2 separate regions of the Mus musculus genome follow, and region 1 is linked to region 2. Evidence: chromatin contacts called from public HiChIP or PLAC-seq data. All regions are on one chromosome and are shown on one strand. Each heading gives the region's core, a stretch centred on a gene start, on an enhancer-like site or on the middle of the called end of the contact. The rest is flanking DNA. Distances are from core to core; before and after follow the strand shown. Region 1 holds the start of Atxn10 (ataxin 10). Region 2 has its middle 9.2 kb from the start of Gm34337.

What was found. HiChIP or PLAC-seq counts read pairs in DNA pulled down with a chosen protein or histone mark.
Region 1: a contact with region 2 is called in an H3K27ac HiChIP or PLAC-seq map of embryonic stem cells, with 5 read pairs. The contact joins the promoter of Atxn10 here to the enhancer-like site in region 2. A contact is called at or near these places in 5 of 115 datasets of contacts at active chromatin or transcription factors (CD8 T cells, double positive thymocytes, embryonic stem cells and 2 more).

What each region holds. Positions count from the first base shown.
Region 1 is chr15:85,334,819-85,338,476 of GRCm38.p6, forward strand. Atxn10 (ataxin 10) reads left to right here and starts at 1,437. Exons shown (of 12, transcript NM_016843.4): 1 at 1,437-1,762. The coding sequence starts at 1,647.
Region 2 is chr15:85,302,042-85,305,510 of GRCm38.p6, forward strand. No RefSeq gene overlaps it. Among named protein-coding and RNA genes, the nearest start is that of Gm34337, 9.2 kb to the right of the region's middle. Within about 2 kb of position 1,415, at least 3 of the 459 cell types and tissues checked have an H3K27ac peak or open chromatin away from gene starts, as enhancers often do. A contact at or near this core is called in embryonic stem cells, where this site is marked.

The DNA.
Region 1 (3,658 bases), core at 187-2,686, 33 kb after region 2:
CTGCCCAGTGTGTGGAAGAGAGCCTCCTGGCTGCCTGTGGAATAGAGTTTCCTTCTGGCTGCCTGTGGATCAAGATGTAGAATTCTCAGCTCTTCCAGCGCCATGTCTGCCCGCAGGCTGCCATGCTTCCTGCCATGCTGATAATGGACTGAACCTCTGAAACTGTGTGAATTAATCCCAAATAAATAATTTCTTTGTAAGAGTTGCCTTGGTCATGGTGTCTCTTCACAGTAATAAAAATCTAGGATACCTACATACACATGTTGGGAAATAAACTCAGGTCTCCTGGAAGATAGAGTACTCTTAATGTCTGAGCAAGCTCTTCAGCCCCAATATGGGGATATTCCTGATAAGCACCCACTCTCTTCCCCGGGTCCCCTATAGTATTAATTGACAAGGTTCTAGAATCACCAGAGACAACCCTCTGGGCATGTTTGTGAAGAACTGTCTAGATGAGGTTAGTGTGTGGAAATCTGCCCCCAGTGTGGGTGATAGCATTCCATGGTCTAGATTAAAAAAAAAAAAAGTCAAAGCCAGCTGTCTGTTTTCTGGCTTAATAGATGCAATGTGACAAGCTGCCTAAAGCCCTGTGTCACAAGTCCCCACCACGTGGGCCTGTACTCTCAACCTGTGAGCCAAAAGAAACCTATCCTTTGTAAAATTGCTTCTATCACATATTTTGATATTGCAACAAGAAAGGAATACACCTCTTAGGGAGGTACTTCTTCTCAGCCTTCTCTCTGTGGGAAGCCTCCTTCCTGGAGTCTTGGGAAAGACTTCTTTCCCAAGGGGGCATTTTTGATCAGCGTCCCCTTCCCATGAGGAGCCTCTATCCAAGGTCTTCCTCCATGGCTTGAGGTATCCAGCATCTTTTCCCTATGTGGGAATCTCCGATTCAGGTCTCCCTCAGTGGAACACCTCAACCTCGCATTCCCTCCCCTGGAGTCTCCATTTCAGGTTTTCCTGCAATAGAACTGGTTGGCCTAGCAACACATGCCCTGAGGGTAAGTCTCCTCTGCAGGTCCCCTCCCATGGTGACACCTCTGGCCTGTATCCCTGCTCTTCCTCTCAGGGGCCTCCTTTCCAGGTCTCCTTAGGGACAACATCCATTATTCTGGGGGCGCTGCTTCGGCCTGGTATCTCTTCCCCAGAGGGAAACCTCTGCATGAGTGGACCCCCACCAATGGTGGCCCTTGCTCATGGAAAGCATCTGTCCCTGATAAGACACTCATTCTCTAGGACACTCTACAGGCCACCCCCCCCCCCCCACCCCGACCCCTTCATCTCAGTATTCTGTCCTCTGACGGGGTCTTTACTCCACGTCTCCCCACCGTGGGGACCGAAGACCTCCCCCATCCCACCCTACGCAGGAGCAGGACTTCCGCTGCGCCCCCTCCCCTCAGGCGGGACTTCCGCCCCGCCCCCTCCCCCTCCCCCTGCCGCGTCGCCTTGTCCTCTTCGCCTGAGGCAAGCCAGCTAGTCTCGCGCTCTCTGCCTTGCAGCACCACGGGATCTGGGTGACGCGGGCTGCGGAAGCCAGAGCCGTGCAGACCGCGTCTCCATCTCCTCGCCTGTCGTCTGTCTCCCCCACTTCTCTTCGCTCTGCTCTCCGCCTGGTCAGGCTCGGCCCCAGAGCGAGTGGCAAGATGGCGGCGCCCAGGATGCCACCCTCCCGGCTGTCGGGCATCATGGTGCCCGCACCCATCCAGGACCTGGAGGCCTTGCGCGCGCTCACGGCGCTCTTCAAGGAGCAGCGTAACCGGTAACTGCGCGGGGGCTGCCACCTAGGAAGGAGGAAGAGGAACCATGGAGGGCTCTGGGCTGGGCTGGGCTTGACTGGGCTGGGCTGGGCAGCGGCGAGCGAGGCGGGGCGGCGGGCTCCATCAGCTCGGCCCACGCTCAGGTTGTGGCTCTGTGGCGCTCGCCTAGGCCTGCTCTGGGACGAGGGTTTGGCCAGGCTCTAAGAGGGGCAGACGATGGCGACACTGGTCCCCAAGCCGGCGGCGGGGAAGCTGTTGGTTCGGCTCCTCTGGCGGGGCCCTGAGGGCGGTGGCCAGGGAAGGGAGGCGTGTTCGGGCTCGCTTCTCCCTCTGGGTTAGAGGGCGTTCTGTCCAGGAGCCTGCAGAGCTGGCCTGGCTTCGTGACATCTGCTCAGCATCGCCTCTAACCCTTCTGTTTCTAGCCTTACAAAATGGGAGCTGTGGTGCGTTGTTTTCAGTGCTGAGATGAAATAAACGTGTTTAAACAGAAGTGTGCGAGGCTGTCAGTTCCTGATGGATTTTTGTGGTATGGTTTGCGCTGCAGTTTCCTTGTCTGTTTAATGGAAACAAGGTTCGCTGGGACCTCCTTGGTTGAGTTGACAGTGAGGGTTTAATGAGACGATGCGTGTTACATCCTTAGGCCATGCCTGACACTTAGTACTAAACACCATTGGTGTTTTCTCTTAACAGTAATGGTCTCCCCTGGACCAAGTCTTGGGAGAGGACCCGGAGCCCTTGGTCTCTCCTGTAGAGAGATAACAAGCAGGCCTAGAGTGTGGACAAAGGGCAGAGAACGCGGTGGGGGTGGGGGTGGGGGAAGCACGTAGGCTCAGTGGTCACAGGAACGTTTTCTAAAAATAGGTAGCCGCCAGACATGTCACGTGGCTCAGCCCTGCAGTTCCAGCATTCAGGAAGCAGAGGCAGGTGGATCTCTTGAGTTTGAGGCTGGACCAGTCAGCATTGTGACATCCTCTGTATCTCAAAAACAAATAAACCCGGGCTGGAGAGATGGCTCAGCAGGTAAGAGCACCGACTGCTCTTCCAAAGGTCATGAGTTCAAATCCCAGCAACCGTATGGTGGCTCACAACCATCCGTAACGAGATCTGACACCCTTTTCTGGAGTGTCTGAAGACAGCTACAGTGTACTTACATATAATAATAAATAAATCTTTAAAAAAAAAAAACAACAAATAAACCCAACAACAGCAACAAAAATATCCTGGTGGAGCTCTTTCCCACCAGGCGACACAGTGTGCGTCTAAAAGGTGCTGGGGAGCCCGAGCACTACTTGGCCTTGTGGTTAGCATGCTAATCAGTGTGACAGATACTGCTGGGAAATAATGTTGGTTGATTGGATGCTTGGGCCTGTCTGTACCATTTCGGACCTATACCTTAATCATTAACCATCTATTGAGTACTGTCAGACAGCCTTTGCAGGGAGCTGAGGCGACAAAAAAAAAAAAAAAAAAAACAAAAAACAAATGTGACATAATTCCTTTCATCAAACACATTAGGGGATTGCTGTGTGAACATATTGTGGTAGAGATGCACACAGGAAAGGTGCTGCCTCCCGGAGCCAGGAGAAGGATCCGGAGGATCAGTGTCTGAGTTCTAGAACCCATATGGTGGTTCACAACCATCTGTAACTTCACTTTTCCCTTCTGGTCTCTGGGTATCAGGCATACACACAGGCAAAACACCCATACCTGTAAAATGACGGAGATTCTGGGGCTTCCTAGAAAAGACAGTATCTGTGAAAGGGCCATATACTGATTCTGTGGGGTCGCAGAGAAACAACAAAAATAATATCTCTGCGTCAGAGGAGCCACTCAAACATTGGTTTCCTTTATGTAATTGGTTGAGAGGTTTAAGGCCCATAGTTTTCTTCACTTGATCT
Region 2 (3,469 bases), core at 165-2,664:
ATGGCTTTAAGGCCTGGCATATAGCTCAGTGGCAAAATCCTAGCTTGTGCCCTAGCTTGTGCGCCTGGGTTCCATCACCAGTGCAAAGAGGTAAGTAGGCAAGTGGATGGAGGGGAGTAGATGGGAGGAGAGATGGATAGATGATAGACAATAGACAAATAGATACATAGATAGATGGTATAGATAGATATATAGATGATTGATAGATTGTAGATAGGTAGATGATAGAGATAGATGATAGATACGTAGATGATGGATACATAGATGATATATATAGATATATGGATGATTGATAGATAAGTAGATAGATGATTAATAGATAAATGATAGAGATAGATATATAAATAGATGACTGATAGATTGATAGATAGATAGGTGGATAGATAGACAGATAGATAGATAGAATTAACATGACCTTAAGGACTTGGTAAGGTACTAGCCTAGAACACATAGCCTCTATTCCACTCTCACCCCTGCTAAACTAACTAAACACTAAATAAATAGATAGATAGATATGTAGATAGATAGACAGACAGATAGATAGATAAAAAAACAAGTAAATAAATAAATGTAAATTAAATTGAAATGGCTCTAATGAATAGGGTTATGGTTCGGCAGCAGAGAGCTTGCCCACTGCCCACAGGACCTCCGTTTTGACACACTTCCACCTCCAGCACCACGAAAAAAAAAATTACATCAAAAAATTTAAATACGTAAAAATGTCACTGTCGTCAGTAAGAAACAGACTCTGGGAGGGGATGACCTGAGTTCATGGGGTAGCTATGGACTCTGCATCTATGTGGACCTGGACAAGTCTCTCCAAGTCTCTGGGTCCATTTCCTGATGGCTAAAATGGAAGTACTGAGGCATAGTGGTTAGAGCCTGGGTTAGAGGTAGGGAGCCTGGCAGGGCATGGCTGTGTAGGTGTGCGCAGCGGGCTGGCTTTGTACAGTTTGTGCTCTTACACCTTAGCTATGGCTATAGGCCTGAACCACCGTTTTCAGCTTGGTTCCATCACCACTACAGCTAAACTAACAAACTAAGTGCTAACTAAGTAGATGAATCAAAGAAAATGAAATTAAAATGGCTCCATCAAGACTGCCTGAGAAAGCGACATCTTGGGCTGGGGAGGTGGCTTTGATGGATACAGGCTGAGGCAGAAGAATGGAGAAGAGGAAAGCACCTGTGTCTGGGGCAAAGATGCCACAGGGATCTAGAAAAGAGGAAGGACAGAGGATCTGCCAGGGCAATGAATGCATTCAGACCATTTAACTAAGTATATGGGCCAGGACTGTACTGGAGACAGACACCAGGTCCCTGCTGTGACCATCAAAGTGACTGACTGGCTACCTCCTCCAGCATCACCAGAACCTCGGGGGATGCCCAACTGAGGGAGTGCCACAGATACAAAAGAGAATGTGCATTCCTGAGACAGCAGGAGACACTGCAGAGAAACAGGATAAGCAGGAAGGAATGGCACTGAGACTCCAAAGGAGTTGGTTTTGGACAGGGGTTAATATCTACACTATACAAAGAACTAAGAAACGCTAAACAATAGAGCACCGGTGAGCACACTTGCCTCCACGCCTCACAACCTGAGTTCACTCCCCGGGACCTGCATGGGTGGAAGGGAGAACCAAGTCCTAAAACACACATAGAATTTAAAATTTTTTAAAAACTAAATACCAAGACAATAAACCAGTCAATAAATGGGCTAGTAGAACAAGCAGACAGATCTCAAAAGATAAAGTACAAATGACCAACAAACATATGAAAACACTTCTATCCTTCAGAGAAATGAACAGAGAAATTATATTAGATTCTAAGTCACCCTGGTCAGAAAGGCACCCAGGAACTGACAAACATGGGTGAGGATGTGGGCAAGAGGGAACTATCACTGCTGTGGTAGGGAATTAAATCAGTCCAGCTACTGTGGAACTCAGTATGAAGGTTCCTCAGAAAGCTTTAAAAAAATAAAAAGACCTACTTTATGACCCAACTACGTTAAGTCAGCATGTCACAGAGACACAGATCAGTAGTGTTTCCTGCAGCACTATTCACAACTTCCAAGTGTGGTGCTTTGAATGAGAATGGCTCCCATAGGCACATAGATCTGAATGCTTAGTCACCAGGGAGTGGCACTATTTGAGAAGGATTAGGGGGCGTGGCCTTGTTGGAGGACAAGTGTCACTGGGGGTGGGCTTTAAGGTTTCAGAAGCCCAAGGCAGGCCCAGTGGTTTCTTTCTTCTTCTGCCTGTGACTCTGGGGGTAGAACCCTCAGCTACGTCCCCAGCACCACGTCTGCCTGTGTGCCACCATGCTCCCCACCATGATGATAATGGACTAAATCTCTGAAACTGTAAGCCAGTCCCCAAATAAGTGCTTTCTTTTGTAAGAGTTGTTTTTGGTCATAGTGTCTCTTCACAGCAATAGAACACTGACTAAGACACCAAGTTACAGAGCCAACCTTGGTGCTCATCAACAGAAAAATGGACCAAAAGAATGGAGTTTATACACAGAATGGTAATTTTTTTCAACTATAAAGAATGAAGTTTGCAGAAAATGGATGCAACCAGAGATAGTCATATTAAGCGAATTAAGTCCGTCTCAGAAAGACAAATATTGCATGCTGTCTCTCATCTGTGGGTGGTGCTCTTTACAGATACATAAAGGTATATGTACAGATGACACAGAAATGGAAGCTCAACTGTCTAGGGAAACAAAGGACACTTGTTGGAGGGGGAGAAAGGGAAGAGGTTTGGGGTGTGACATGAGGTGCCTGCATGGGAGTCTTTTCCTATGATTGCTAACAGAAAGTGAAGGGGTGGGCACTGACTGTGAAAGAGACGGATTGAGTCTCAGCTCCCAATTGCCCAGGCAACAAGGGTCATCTTACAGGAAATTAGAATAAAAGGCCATATACAAATGAGGTAGGCTGCAGTTAGGTGAACACCAGGTCTGCCCTTGAAGCAGCTGAGGGGTAGGGAAGGATAGTGTGCAGCTGACAAAAGAGGAGTGCTCCCCCCCCCCATGGCAGTCTGTGGAGTACTCAGGGGTCCTGTCACCTTTCACTGGGGTACGTTGATGTGAATGGTGGTGGTCATGACTGTTGAGCCCAACTACATACCTGCAGGAGCAGGCCTGGGGCTCCACACGCACTACCGTCATCTCATGGGTGGGAAACACAGCCGGGAAGGTTTGGTACTAAAGCCCAGCTCACACAGCTGTCTACCATAGAGGCAGCTTTGACAACTGGTCTCTTCCAGACAAAGCCAAAAGTAAGTGTCCAAGCAGGGTGTGGGGGTGCACATACATAATTCCAGGCCTTAGGAGGCAGGAGGATCAAGAGTTTGAGATTACCGTGCTCTACATAGCAAGTTTCAGGCCAGGCTGAGCTACAGTCTCAGTAATAACAAAAGATCCGTGTGCAGAGCAGGCAGTTCGCAGAAAACCCCAAATGATGCAGTAC